Linked DNA regions of Mus musculus: regions 1, 2 and 3 are each linked to region 4. A link is a contact called in public HiCAR-type and promoter capture Hi-C data. All regions are on one chromosome and are shown on one strand. The core of a region is the stretch at or near the end of the contact, and the rest is flanking DNA. Distances in the headings are between cores, read along the strand shown. Region 1 holds the start of Camk1g (calcium/calmodulin-dependent protein kinase I gamma). Region 2 holds the start of G0s2 (G0/G1 switch gene 2). Region 3 holds the start of Utp25 (UTP25 small subunit processome component). Region 4 holds the start of A330023F24Rik (RIKEN cDNA A330023F24 gene).

What was found. Promoter capture Hi-C pulls out the DNA fragments that hold promoters and counts their contacts. HiCAR-type assays count read pairs that join an accessible place to other places.
Region 1: a contact with region 4 is called in a promoter capture Hi-C map of hippocampal neurons, with 10 times the contacts expected there. The contact joins the promoter of Camk1g here to the promoter of A330023F24Rik in region 4. A contact is called at or near these places in 3 of 39 promoter capture datasets (3T3-L1-derived adipocytes, hippocampal neurons and liver) and 2 of 115 datasets of contacts at active chromatin or transcription factors (astrocytes and large pre-B cells).
Region 2: a contact with region 4 is called in a HiCAR-type map of astrocytes, with 5 times the contacts expected there. The contact joins the promoter of G0s2 here to the promoter of A330023F24Rik in region 4. A contact is called at or near these places in 2 of 39 promoter capture datasets (hippocampal neurons and liver) and 1 of 115 datasets of contacts at active chromatin or transcription factors (astrocytes).
Region 3: a contact with region 4 is called in a HiCAR-type map of astrocytes, with 5 times the contacts expected there. The contact joins the promoter of Utp25 here to the promoter of A330023F24Rik in region 4. A contact is called at or near these places in 1 of 39 promoter capture datasets (hippocampal neurons) and 1 of 115 datasets of contacts at active chromatin or transcription factors (astrocytes).

What each region holds. Positions count from the first base shown.
Region 1 is chr1:193,368,988-193,372,135 of GRCm38.p6, forward strand. It overlaps Camk1g (calcium/calmodulin-dependent protein kinase I gamma), which reads right to left and starts at 1,295. Exons shown (of 13, transcript NM_144817.2): 1 at 1,188-1,295.
Region 2 is chr1:193,271,669-193,274,536 of GRCm38.p6, forward strand. G0s2 (G0/G1 switch gene 2) reads right to left here and starts at 1,520. Exons shown (of 2, transcript NM_008059.3): 1 at 1,321-1,520; 2 at 492-1,134. The coding sequence starts at 1,106. The coding sequence ends at 795.
Region 3 is chr1:193,128,772-193,131,872 of GRCm38.p6, forward strand. Utp25 (UTP25 small subunit processome component) reads right to left here and starts at 1,480. Exons shown (of 12, transcript NM_145415.2): 1 at 1,273-1,480; 2 at 720-759. The coding sequence starts at 1,379.
Region 4 is chr1:195,015,896-195,018,914 of GRCm38.p6, forward strand. A330023F24Rik (RIKEN cDNA A330023F24 gene) reads left to right here and starts at 1,504. Exons shown (of 8, transcript NR_015566.2): 1 at 1,504-1,656; 2 at 2,706-3,019.

The DNA.
Region 1 (3,148 bases), core at 45-2,544, 1.6 Mb before region 4:
ACACATCACAGCAACATGGAAAAGACTGGTGTTCAAATGCTGCCAGGACACAAGGGATGCTGGCTTTATAGCTATATCAGTCACCTTACTTCTCTGAGCTATATACTAAATGGGTTGCAGGGGACCATCTAGCACATCACTGGATGGATTAAAAGCCCATTGCCAGCTGCAAAGCGTGGCAGTATCAGCTATTACTAAGCACTTTGTACTCTGGTTCTCATCCTTGGCACTGGCTTAGCTCAGGTCCACAGGAATGATGGTCCCAGCCCAACCGTGCTCTGTGACCTGGAAAGATTCCTTAACCGAGACAGAACCCGCTTGACCCTCTTGACCCAGCTCAGAGATTTTTCCTCTTGATCAATTTTCTGTTTCCAGAGCAGGAGGCTGGCCAGGCTCACACTGCAGCTGGCCCTGCAACCACCTCCTCTAGTCTCAGGGTTAAAGCTGTGCGTCAAACTTACGTGGAGAGAGGGGCTAGCGTGGGTGGTGAATCCGAACCTACTCTGAATACCCCACAGAGCAACACTGGGCAAGTTTAGACTCCAGGAACAGATGAGCCCCTGGGGAAGGTGAAGGGACCAGCTATGACTGAAAGCTTTAGCTTATGTCTGTGTCCTGCATCTTTATGCAGCAGCCTTGGACCTGGGGTGGGAAGCTGAACCCTGTCTCCGAGACCCTGCTGCAAGGCCTGAGGCCATCTGCCCCCCCAAAAGAGCAGCCACAGGCTATTTACCATGGCCTTTGTATCCACAAGCTATCCATCCCCACCAAAGATGCTAGTGTGGGTGGGGTAAGCCATCTCCTTTGATAGACGAGTTAGGTCCCAGAGGTAAAGGAATGAAGGGTGAGCTAGAAGAGGGGTGCTAAGGAGCTATAGGTCCTGTTACCCCCTCCCATCCCCAGCCATACCCGAGCTCACTGGGCACAATGCTCTCCTATTTCTGTCTCTGCCCGTAAGTACAGAAGGTTCTCCTGGTCCAGCCCAGGAGGAATGATCAGATATCCCCCCCAGGAAGCACCTACTAGGGCCTCATACAGCTTCTCTTTCCATTACAACTTACCCTTGAGACTACAAGAGCCAGGAGAGACTGACAGGGGCTGAAAGGAAGTGAGTCTTCAAACCCTCTCCCTCTCCGTGCCAACAAGATAACCTCCCCAGAGACCAGAGAAGAAACAGGCTGTCTTACCCAGGGGCTCACAAGAAAGGTGCTCCAGTCTGTGATCTTGGCCAGCAAGCCTGCTCCTACAGGTCTGTGAGGATTAGCTGCCCCAGTGCTTTAACAATAAACCCAATTAAAGGGGAGGAATACAGGGGTTTTCTTTCCCAGGACTGTAACCAGGCAGCCTTAAAGGGGAGTAAAAGTAGCTAGAGTGGTTTGTATCTCTCCTTGCTTTTCTGGGCTCTGCTCTTCCTCCCTCCCTCCTAGGGAATTAAAAAAAAAAAAAAAAGCCAAGCTCAGAAAGAACCCTTTAATGCCCGAGTAGCTGTTTACACACTGTGTGTTTGAGGGCACAGCTGTGTTAAATGTTGTCTGCATTGATGTGTGAATAACAGAAAACAACGTGAGATTAAGTTGTGGATTTCCCCCTGAAGTGTAAACAGAAAAAAAGCAGAGAAGCTGTCTGGGACTGCCTGACTCAGTTTCCACTTTACACAGCAGTTGCTGGGTTAGGTGGTCTAAAAGCCCCTTCCCCCAGCCCTGGAACGGATCTGTATCTGCTGAGAAGTGGTCATCCTCGCTGAGCAGTGAGCCTATTATTTTGTCTCCGAAGGAGGAGGGAGAGAAGCCCCTGGTTTGGCAGGTTCTAGCCTAATCTCTGATGCCTCTCCTCTCCTCTCCTCTGGGCCCCCAACCCCATTCTGTCCCCAGTCATAACTCGGGAGACTGCAGGAGACCACTAGACCTCTAGAAATGCCCTGTTCCCTCTGGAACTTCATCTTCATCTCTCTGCCTTGCCCCTTGGCTAGTCTTCTTTTCCCTCTTCAGGTTCCTCGGGCCTCTGACTTCTGGATCTTGTTTTCTCCTTCTCTAGTCTCTCAGTGCTGCCCACCCACGCTCCCATAACCACCTTCATGAGGAACGCTCACCTGAATGTGGCCATATTCTAGCTACCTCCAACCTCACTTTTCTCCTGGAATTTTCCTCCTGAAGGTCAGTATCTATCAACTTCCCAGGAACTCTTCTTGTTTGTGCTGTCCCCAGATCCTGTTAGCCCTTAGACACGTTCGTATGTTCTTCCTAGTTAGCCTTCTATTTTGTGTCACCCCGAAGTGTTGGAAAAATAGCATTTTCATGGCTCCATGACAGGAGCTGTATTAAAAAGCATTATCCCTCTACCCTTGAGCCTGGCCTTGCTGTCTAGGGGTGATCACTTTTGTTACTTCTTACGCATGCCTCTGGCAAACTCATGGATGCCAACAAATAGAATATGTATGCATCTCCTTGTTATGCCTTCTGAAGTCTCTTGTTCTAGTCTACTTCCTGTCTCTGTGATAGACACCTTGACTAAAAGCATCATGGGACAGGAAGGGCTTATTTGAATTACACAGTTCTGATTACAGTCCATCACTGAGGAAAGTAAAGGCAGAACTTCAAGAGGAGCTGAAGTGAGACCTGGAGGGGTGCTGCTTACTGGCTTGCTCCCCTTGGCTTGCTCAGCTTGCCTTCTTATACATCCCAGGACCACTTGGCTGTCAACCCAGAGGTGGCTCCACCTTCAATGGGCTGGACTTGCCCAGTGCCTATCATCAATCAGACAATGTCCTCCAGACACGCCCAAAGGGCAATCTGATGGAGGCAGCTCCTCACCTGAGATTCTTTCTTCCCAAGCAACTCCAGTTTGTGTCAAGTTGATGAAATCTAACTAGCATAAGATTTACTTCTGCGACATTATTCCAGACTGTCCTGGTCTGTGAGATACAGACAGGACAGGCCCTCCCAAGGTGCTGGCTGAGAAGTTTCAGGAGGCAGGAGAAAAAGCCTGACTTCCTAAGTCTTCCATGGACTGGATGTGTGGCCTTAGTCAAGTGAATCTTGACTTACTTTTCCTATCTGTCCTGTGGGACAGTTACTGGCCTTGCCTCCTGCAATGATGGGTGAAGGGAAACAGAAGCTACTGACCAGTACCTGGTCATCTCTTAGCAATG
Region 2 (2,868 bases), core at 270-2,769, 1.7 Mb before region 4:
GTCAGTTGTGCTCTTAGGAGAGAGAGTGCTTTTGCTCCCACCAGCTGGCTGGGCTTCTTTTTTGCCCCATCCTTCCTCTTTCTCTTCCCTTCTTCCCCACTCTTCCTTCTGTCTTTCTTTCTCTCTGTTCTTCCAACCTCCTCCCCTCCTCTCCTTCCCTTCCCTGTCTCCTCTCCTCCTCACTCTAATATTTAAGCAGAGAGATCAGCCATAGGAATCTCCAGCACAATGGAGTAAAAGACAAATAACTTTTTCTTTGCTCTAGAAATCCACTGGTTCTCTCTCTCTCTCTCTCTCTCTCACTCAAGGTCAGAAATTGATTTATCTTGTGATCCAAAAAATGCTAACTCCTGTACCATGTTTAGAGTTTCACTCTTGTGTGAGTAGAACTGTCTTGTGCCAGGCAGTATTCAAGCCCCAGGTATGAAGCAGGACTAGCCACAGTTCTGGGTGAGAGAGTCATCTCACCTCCCAAGAATTAAATAATGAGATAGAGTATAAAAGGTTTTTATTTCAAAATGCAAAACGATAGTCATTGCAATAATAATAATAACAATAAAAATAACTGTATAAAAAGCCTGTCTCCTTCTCTAATGCAAAGTGATAGCTCCTTGATTGCTCGCACAGCCTAGGGCAAATCACAGTGCGTGCTGCACAGCAGCAAATCAGTCCCAGACCCCTTAGGTGATCTGTGTGGGGTCAGTTCTGGATTCGGTGGCACCTTGAAACAGCATGTGACTCTGTTGCCCACCTGGGTCATGATCTGTGTCTCCCTTCTCTGTCAGTCACCGGCCTTAAGAGGCGTGCTGCCGGAGGGACAGGGCCCGGCTGCACAGGGTCGCCTCCTGTGCCTTGCCTCCTGCCAGCAGGGCCTGCTTGTGGAGGGACTGCTGTTCACACGCTTCCCGCAGCTCCACCACTGCAGCCTCTTGGTCGCGCAGACGGCTGGCGGCTGTGAAAGGGCTGCACACCGTCTCAACTAGGCCGAGCACCACACCGAAGAGCGCCAGCACACTGCCCAGCACGTATAGCTTCACTAGCTTCCCTCGGGGCTTCTGCGCCATCATCTCCTTGGCCAGAGGGATCAGCTCCTGCACACTTTCCATCTGAGCTCTGGGCTGTGGGTGGCTGGGCCTGCAGAGTTAGCAGAGAGGAATGGGGTTGAGTTCGGGTGAGGGAAAGAAGCAGAGAACAGGGAACCCTAAACACAGAAAGGGGGTGGCTGCTGACTAGGGGAACTCGAGCCCAGGGGAGAAGGCAGCTGGGGGAGGGGGTCTGGTGTCTCTTGCCCACCCTCGGTTCCCGGGCCTGGAGGCTCACCTAGGGTGCAGTGGGAAGAGAGGCAGCACTTGCTGGAGAAGGTCAGGCGTCCTTGCGTCAGACTGGCTTTGGCGTTCTTCTTCCCTCAGCTGCTGCTCTTTGGGAGGGACACTCCGCAGCTGCAGCGCTCTGTGAACAGAGTCCTTATATCTTTTGTCCGGGATCCGCCTCCTGGCTCACTGGCCTGAGCCCTGACTGCAGAAAGAGAAGCGGGGCGGGAGTGGCAGCGGGGGGTGGTGGTGGAGGGGGAGGGTGGGGTGGGGTGGGGGTGGGGAGGGGTGGAAAGGAAGAACGGGAGGGGCGCTGCGGGGGACCAGGGAGGTGACCACGAGTAGTGCACGCCCCTGCTGTGTGCGCCCTGAGACCCTAGCCCGCTGGTGCTGCAAAAACTGAAAGCCCAAGGCACCACTTCAGGGTGCAGCTGAAGAGGAGACCACCAGGTGACGGTGTGGCGTGCTTCCCTTACAGGACACACTTTCTAGTCTTGTCTGTTGCTCTGTTCCCTGGCCCAAGCTCCCCTGTAGTCCAGGAGGAACAGAGACAGACCCTAATGAGGGAATCTGGGGTTCGTTTTCGTTCAGAAAGGTCACCTCTCACCAGTCAGGGAGGGTGTGGGTGGAAGGGAAGGCAACAGAGGGAACCTGCAGTGAGCAGGCAAACCAAATCGAAAAACCGTACCTCCAGGGAGTAGAATGTTCTTCCAGAGTGCTGCTTTCTTGGCTGTTAGGTTTTGCTAAGACATGAGAACAGCGGGAACATTGCTAGTTACCTAATAGAAAGATTTTCTTTGAGGGTTTGAGAGTTTCTTCTAATGCATAGAGGTGTGTGTGTGTGTGTGTGTGTGTGTGTGTGTGTGTGAGAGAGAGAGAGAGAGAGAGAGACATGGAGAGGGAGAGGGAGGGGGAGGGGAGGGGAGGGGAGGGGAGGGGGAGGGGGAGAGGGAGGACAATAAATTAGCCTCAGTAAGGTGCTTCCATAGTTATTTCTGTATTACAGGGAATAGTTATTAAACCCAAAGCACATATCTGTAATTCCAGCAAGAGGCAGGAGGATGGTGAGTTTGAGCATAACCTGAATAAACTGAGATTTTGTGTCAGAAATCAAAATATAGAGGGTTATAGATGTGGTTTTGTGGTGGAGTGCTTGCCTAGTATGTGTTAGGCTGTGTGGGTCATATATATTTGTACACAACACACATGCACACACGCACACACAAATTGCCTTCTCTTCTATGTTTACTTGAGAAGTGAAATTGGCGGTAAGCCTTAAAGAAGGCCCGTGGAAAAAATTGTCTGTAATGAAAGTATTTCACCCTCTTACAGTGATTCCATGCCACCCTTCTCAGGTTTGGGAGAGTGTGCCCTTAGAGTGGGGATCCAGGACGGAGGACACTCTCTGGAAGCTGGTTAGATTAAGATTAAATATGATCCCCTGGGTGGGGGTGGGGTGGGCTATAATTTAGCTGTGGCTATCGGTGTACCTGAGTTAACAAAGTAGGGAAAGAGGTAGGCCAAAGGGCTTGAAGCAGGGGGTGGGGCGGGGAGGAAG
Region 3 (3,101 bases), core at 230-2,729, 1.9 Mb before region 4:
AGAAGTCATGAAATCAAAAGGACAAGAATTTGGGAAGAGGAAAGGGATGAGCAGAGATGGAAGACAAACAGTCAAAGGAAGGAAATGAATACGATCAGATAATTTTGACTGGAAAAGTCCTTAGGAAACCCGCTACTTTGTATAATGAATATACATTAACTCACAGACAAAACAAAAATCCCTATGAGCTTTTCAGCAAATATTACAGTCTCATCTCTTGAACCAAGCCGGGCATGAAACTTAAATAAAACAGTTAACCAAGCTATGGTTCTAATTGACATCAGCTGCACGTGGAAAGAAAACTGACTTTTCAAACAAAATTTCAGGTTATGAGTTTTAACTTACATCTCAGACATCAGGTTTCATGTTGCATGATGTAAGAGGAGAATTACAAGCAAGTGTCACTGTCTGAGTCTCCGGGCCCCTTGTCCATTTTATACTGTGTGAAGCCTTTCATGCACAAGGAGCCAGCACTCTGATGAACCCCTTCCACAGAACTTAAGACAGTGTCATGGGGTAGTTTCCAACCATAGCCTCTCTCATCACATGGTAATTTCTACAGCTGTCTCCATCACTTACAACCAATTGGGTAGCATTACTAAAATCACAGCTCACACCCAAAACAGAGAAACACGGGGATGCAAACCAAACTTTACGTTTACACCCAATCTTAAAGGTAACAACCCAATTCCAACTACTATAAAGAAAAAAAGCATTACCAGCTGACAAATCTGCGGCTTGGCTTCCTTCTTGGAAACCCTAAAATAGAAATAGATAACATTAAACTTTAGCTGCTAGTTCGTAACAATCACGAAAAGGCATAATGATTCTGCTTTAAATGAATACCAAAAAAAAAAAAAATGTCCAATACAGGATAATATCCAGTCAGTGTAAAAAATGAAATTCTGCATGCACAAGGGCAGAGATGATCAGCAGACAAAAGGGTAACAGACAAGAGAGCTCAATGACATCTCTTAAGAAAGGATAAGTCAGAAACTGGCTTTTAACGGCACACCGGGGTTCACCTCTCAGGGCCAACTTTATCTCCCGACCTCCCGTCCTGTTTTTGGAGACCCTTACGCGGCCCTGGCTGGGCTAAGCTGCGATTTCGCGCCTGAGCCCGCGCGTGCTCGGATGACAGGCAGCACGGCCCGCGGTCTCAGCAGGTCCCGGTGCAGAGCGCACCTCCGCAGCGGGGTTCCCGTCCTGCACCGACCGGACCCGGCTCAACTCGGCCGGAACCAGCCCTCCCGGCGGCCCGCGCACCCCGACCTGTCGTAGAAGGGGTGCTCCTCGCCGAAGTCGCGGAGGTGCTTCTTCTGCTTCTTGGTCATGGTGCTGAGCATCTGGCTGCGGCCCCGGTTCCGGCGTTTGCCCATAGCGGAAACGTCAAGCTCGCCACAAACAAACAAACAAAACACAAGGTTCCCAGTGGCAAGTTGTCGCTGTCGCACGTGGGCACGCTGGCTTTACGGCGGAGGCGGGAGCCGTAAAGCAAAGCTGCTTTACGCCCAGAGAGTACGACAGGCGTTACACCCTCTGGTCGCTATACTGCCCCCTGCCGGAGCGCCTCTAGCACATAGGCGTGTCTACGCATGCGTGATCGGAACACCAGCTCCTAGGGCTGCAGGGACTGGCTGTCTTTCCGGGATGGAGTGGCTTGCTTTGTGCTTATCTTTTACCTTTTTTTTTTTTTTTTTTTTCTCCAAAATTGAGGAGGACGAGGTTGGTGGTCCTTTGTCCCTCTCCCAGGAGCTAAGAACTGAACCCAGGACCTTGCACTGGTTTTCAAGCACTAAGCGAAATCCACAACCGCGTGGTTCGCTTTGATATGTCAATGTATGCTAGCAGAAATGGTTGAATGCTACTCAGAAGAATAAGGACCATCGCTTAAGGGTGCCCGCACACCCCACTTAACGGCACACTGTCCAGACGGATCTAGCGAGTCAGTCTGTTGAGAAAGATGCAGACACCGATGCTTAGCAAGAAAGATCATTCATTAGTCTCTGGGAGTATGTGAGGTGATCCTCTCCTGACATTGCTTCTTTAACAAAAGCAGAAACACACAAGATAAAGTAGGATCTTGTATGTGTTATCACCCAAACGAGTGAAACTGTACATTTAAAGTTGATGTGTATTAGCCTGAGTGTGAGTAATAGCCTAAACGGGCCAGGGGCGTTGCTCGCTCATATGTAGGGTGCTTAGCCAAGGTACTTTTCAAATCCTGGGGTTTGATCTTTAACACTGAGCAAAACAAACCCACACAGCAAATAAACTAGTGGTGACTCACACCTGTGATCTCAGTCCCCGGGAGGCCGAGGCAAGAGAATGAAGTGTTAGAGACCTTTACTTAAAAAATAAAATTGAGCCGGGCATGGTGGCACACGCCTTAAATCCCAGCTCTTGGGAAGCAGAGGCTGGCAGATCTCTGTGAATTTGATGTTACCCAGGGAAAATAAAACAAGACCCAACTTCTCTAAATAAACAAAGGAACGAACAAAAATAGCTGAGGCCTGTATTTCAAGGACACACAGCAATAGGTGAGGCTGTTTGACACCACACAAAGACATACTTCCCTTCAAAACTAACCGAGGTTCAATGTAAACAAAGTACTAGCTCCAGCTTAGACTCAAAGCACAACTGGAGACATCGAAACATCTTTCTGTGGAAGAGTAGGGGTTTACTCAGGTCCACCTGTCCGCCCTCTGTTCCAGGGTCATCTACTACTAATAATTAGGGTGGGAGTGGGAAAGCCAGTGGTGGTGGGGGACAACCCCCCCCCCCCAGCAAAAAAGTATCAAAAGCCATGCAAACAGAAAGGGTGGTAGCCAGCACCTGGCCTGGCCTAGGAACTCATTAATAGACATCTGTCTTCTGTCTAGTTGAAAGGTATAGTCACTTAGATAAACAAAAGGCTGTTTGCAAAGTGTCCTCACAGGTTTTATGGCTCTGGTGACCGTGTAACCTGGCTCTAACCAATAAAAGCCATACTTTTTTCTCCTTTTACTGCACCCCAAGGGCCCTACCCCACACCCCCAGACATGCAGTTTCGTGTTCTTCCAGAGATCTCATCAGAAGCTGAAGGTTCCAGCACTTGAGGT
Region 4 (3,019 bases), core at 254-2,753:
TTGTAGCATTGTCAGGAAAGGGGATGTTAGAAGCTGTGCTTTGCTGCTAAGAGTTGTCACTACCCTAAAGTAACTTGTACCTGGCTCTGAAGCATCAGTGGAACTTTCCTCATAAGAGTTTCCAGGTATGTGGATGTGTTAAAGTATTGCTCAAGGACTGGGGGTTCATCTGGTTACCCATCCTAGGGAAGAAACAGGTATTGGCTATGTTAGGTCTAGGCTTGGCCATCATTCTGTTGTCTTTTTTGTTGTCAGAAGGATCTTGGGAAGAAATGACTCAGCAACAAATCTTAGATGTGTGGCCTTCCTGCCTTTGGGGAAGTAATTGAACATACCTAACTAGATTCTAAAATTTTAAACACTGAATGAATAGACGTACATTACTCTGGATTTCTTCAGGCTGCTGTTTGGTTTATTCTTTAAAATACCTGATCTGATAGAAGGATCTCATTTGTGGAGTTAGCAAAAAAAATGTTTTAATTATGCTTTTTAGCCTTAGGAAATTCAGGATTTAAAAGTCCTGATTTCATGCCCCAAAACAAAACAAACAAACAAGCAAAATGAACAAAAAAAAGAGATGAAATAAAAAGGCAAAAATAATGTCAGAAAAATAATGTCTGGGCACCATGATTATAATTTTGGACTTGTCGTGACAGAAAGAGTTAATGAAATGGTGGTCTCATGGTGAGGACTATTTTAGCCTATGGCTAGGAGAAGCCCATATGGCTCAAGAAAAGATGATGCAATATTTAGTTAAGGACAGCCCTGGTTGATTTGAGCCCTGGGAGCTGCCATTCAAAGAGTTAAAGCTAGTCTTATTCCCATGAATCTCAAAGTGAAGAAGAAAGGCTGCAGAAATAGGGACCTGTGTGTTACGGAGCTGTTAGGTAAGAAAAAGAAAGAAAGAAAGGAAAAAAAAAAAAACCAGGCTAAAATGTGTGGCCAAGAAAACAGAATGTAGGTCCAACTTTTTTTTTTCCTTGTTTGACCAGCCTTGGCACTGCCCTCTGCCTCTCCAGAGGGAAAGCTGCAGTTCTGCTTCTGCAACACAAGGAGCAGACTGGAGAATTTAGATCTGCGTCACAGCGCTCAGAGAGAGAGAGAGAGAGAGAGAGAGAGAGAGAGAGAGAGAGAGAGAGAGAGAGAGAGAGAGAGAGAGAGAGGAGGGGGAGAGGGGAGAGAGACAGAGGAGAGAGAGGGATAGAAGAGAGAGGGGGGAGGAGACAGGAGAAGGGGGGGAGAGAGAGAGAAGGAGAGAGAGAGCCAGCATGAGCATACAAGCTGTCGATAGGTCTGCTAGCAGCAGCCGTGCTGCAGCGGAGAGAAAAATCAAGAAACAAGTCATAGCAACACTGGGCACCAGGTTCTGCCAAGCGTTCAGAAATCTGTTGGGTGTCCAGAGGCCTCTGGGTAGCCTAGGCTAAGATGTCACGCAAGGTGGCACAGGCAGTTCCCATGGGGAGTACGTGGGAACGGGTGGGGGCAGGAGTGAGTACAAGAGTTGGTAGGGTGGCAGTGGAAGGCTTAATCAGAGTGGATTCTGGAACATTCAGGACTGCGGCACCTTGTATCTGGACAGGGATTTGGGACTGTGCAGGAGACGACTGGTGGTCCAGTGTGGCTTAAGGACTTGATGGCGTAACCCACTTCTTCCACGTATGTATTTCTTGTGATAAGGGCAATGTCTAGGGTATGTGGGTGCTGTTTTTCTTACCTTCTTTCTTGCCTTTTGCTGTCTTTTTCCCTTGGAGGTTTATTTTATTTTATTTTTACTTTAATTTCTTCTCCCTTAGTGTCATCTATTTAAGTCTGACCAGGATAGAGGAGAGGAGTGAACCATCCCCGGCTTCCCACTTAACCTTTCACCCTTTACCCTGTTTTCTGTTGGTGGATGGAGAGACTGGTTTTCCAGGTTGTTTGGGTGTCAGTGTCCATCTGTGCAGGCTTATGGGAAAGGAAGAGAGTGAGAAGTGACAAGAAGCAGGCAAGAGGGACTGTTTTTCCAGGCATTCTCTTATTAAAACGTCTAGTTGTGGGCATCTGGGGTGGTGGAAGAGCATCGGCATAGGGTAGGGTGTGGGCTGAGAGAAGTGGGGTGATGCTGGGAGGTTGTCACTGCGTAGTTGAGAAAAGTGGGGAATGATGACGCAGTCACTGTTGCATCTTGTTAGGAGCTCTGTGGAGACAGGTAGTGAAGCTCCTGGGATCTGTGGGACCAGCAGAAGGGTTAAAGATGAGTCTAGGTGGGAAGCTAACATTTAGAGATTAAATGTCATCCTTTTGGCGTTGGAAAGTTGTTTACCTTGCTTTCTCTGTGTCTCCATGTTGGCTCCCTTCCAGTTCACATGTGATGGCCTTCCCTGTACTGCTGCATCATTAACTAAGTGACTGAGCTGGCCTTCCATTGGCCAGGGGAGGGCTCTTATTTCAGACACTTCCTCTCATTGGTGGGAGGGCCAATGGCAGGTGAAAACCTCTTTTTGATTGGCTAAGGACAGAGTATCAAATCTGAATTTGCATTTCACTTGCTTAAAGGGGAGGGAGAGAAGCCCAGCAGCTTCTAAAATCTCTTTTAGGGGTGTGCGTAGGTGAGTCTGCCTGCTTCAGACTGCCCAACTGAAGCGTCTTCCTTTACCTTTTTTTAAATTTCAGGAACTATGAGGAAGAGCTTAAAATGCCTCAAACTTTTTTTTTTTTTTTTGGAGGGAGGAGACTGGGGAGATGGATTTGAAGAGGATTGAACAAATTGGAAGAAAATATTTGTCCTCTGCTTTGGTGTCAGAAAAGGGAATTTTCCAATCTGCCACACCTCAGTGTTGCGGCAAAAATAATTCTTGGCTCCCCTGGAAACTATCGGGCAAGGTAGGGCAGAACTGCTGCTGCTGTCGCCATTACCCTGGGCTTCCTATTGAATGGGCTGCTCCCAAGTGAACAGATCTGCGTTGATGCTCTGGTCGTCCAAAAGTCCTCAAATCAGCTCTGAGCTGAGCCCACTATTGGAAGAATCTGCCTTTTGGAA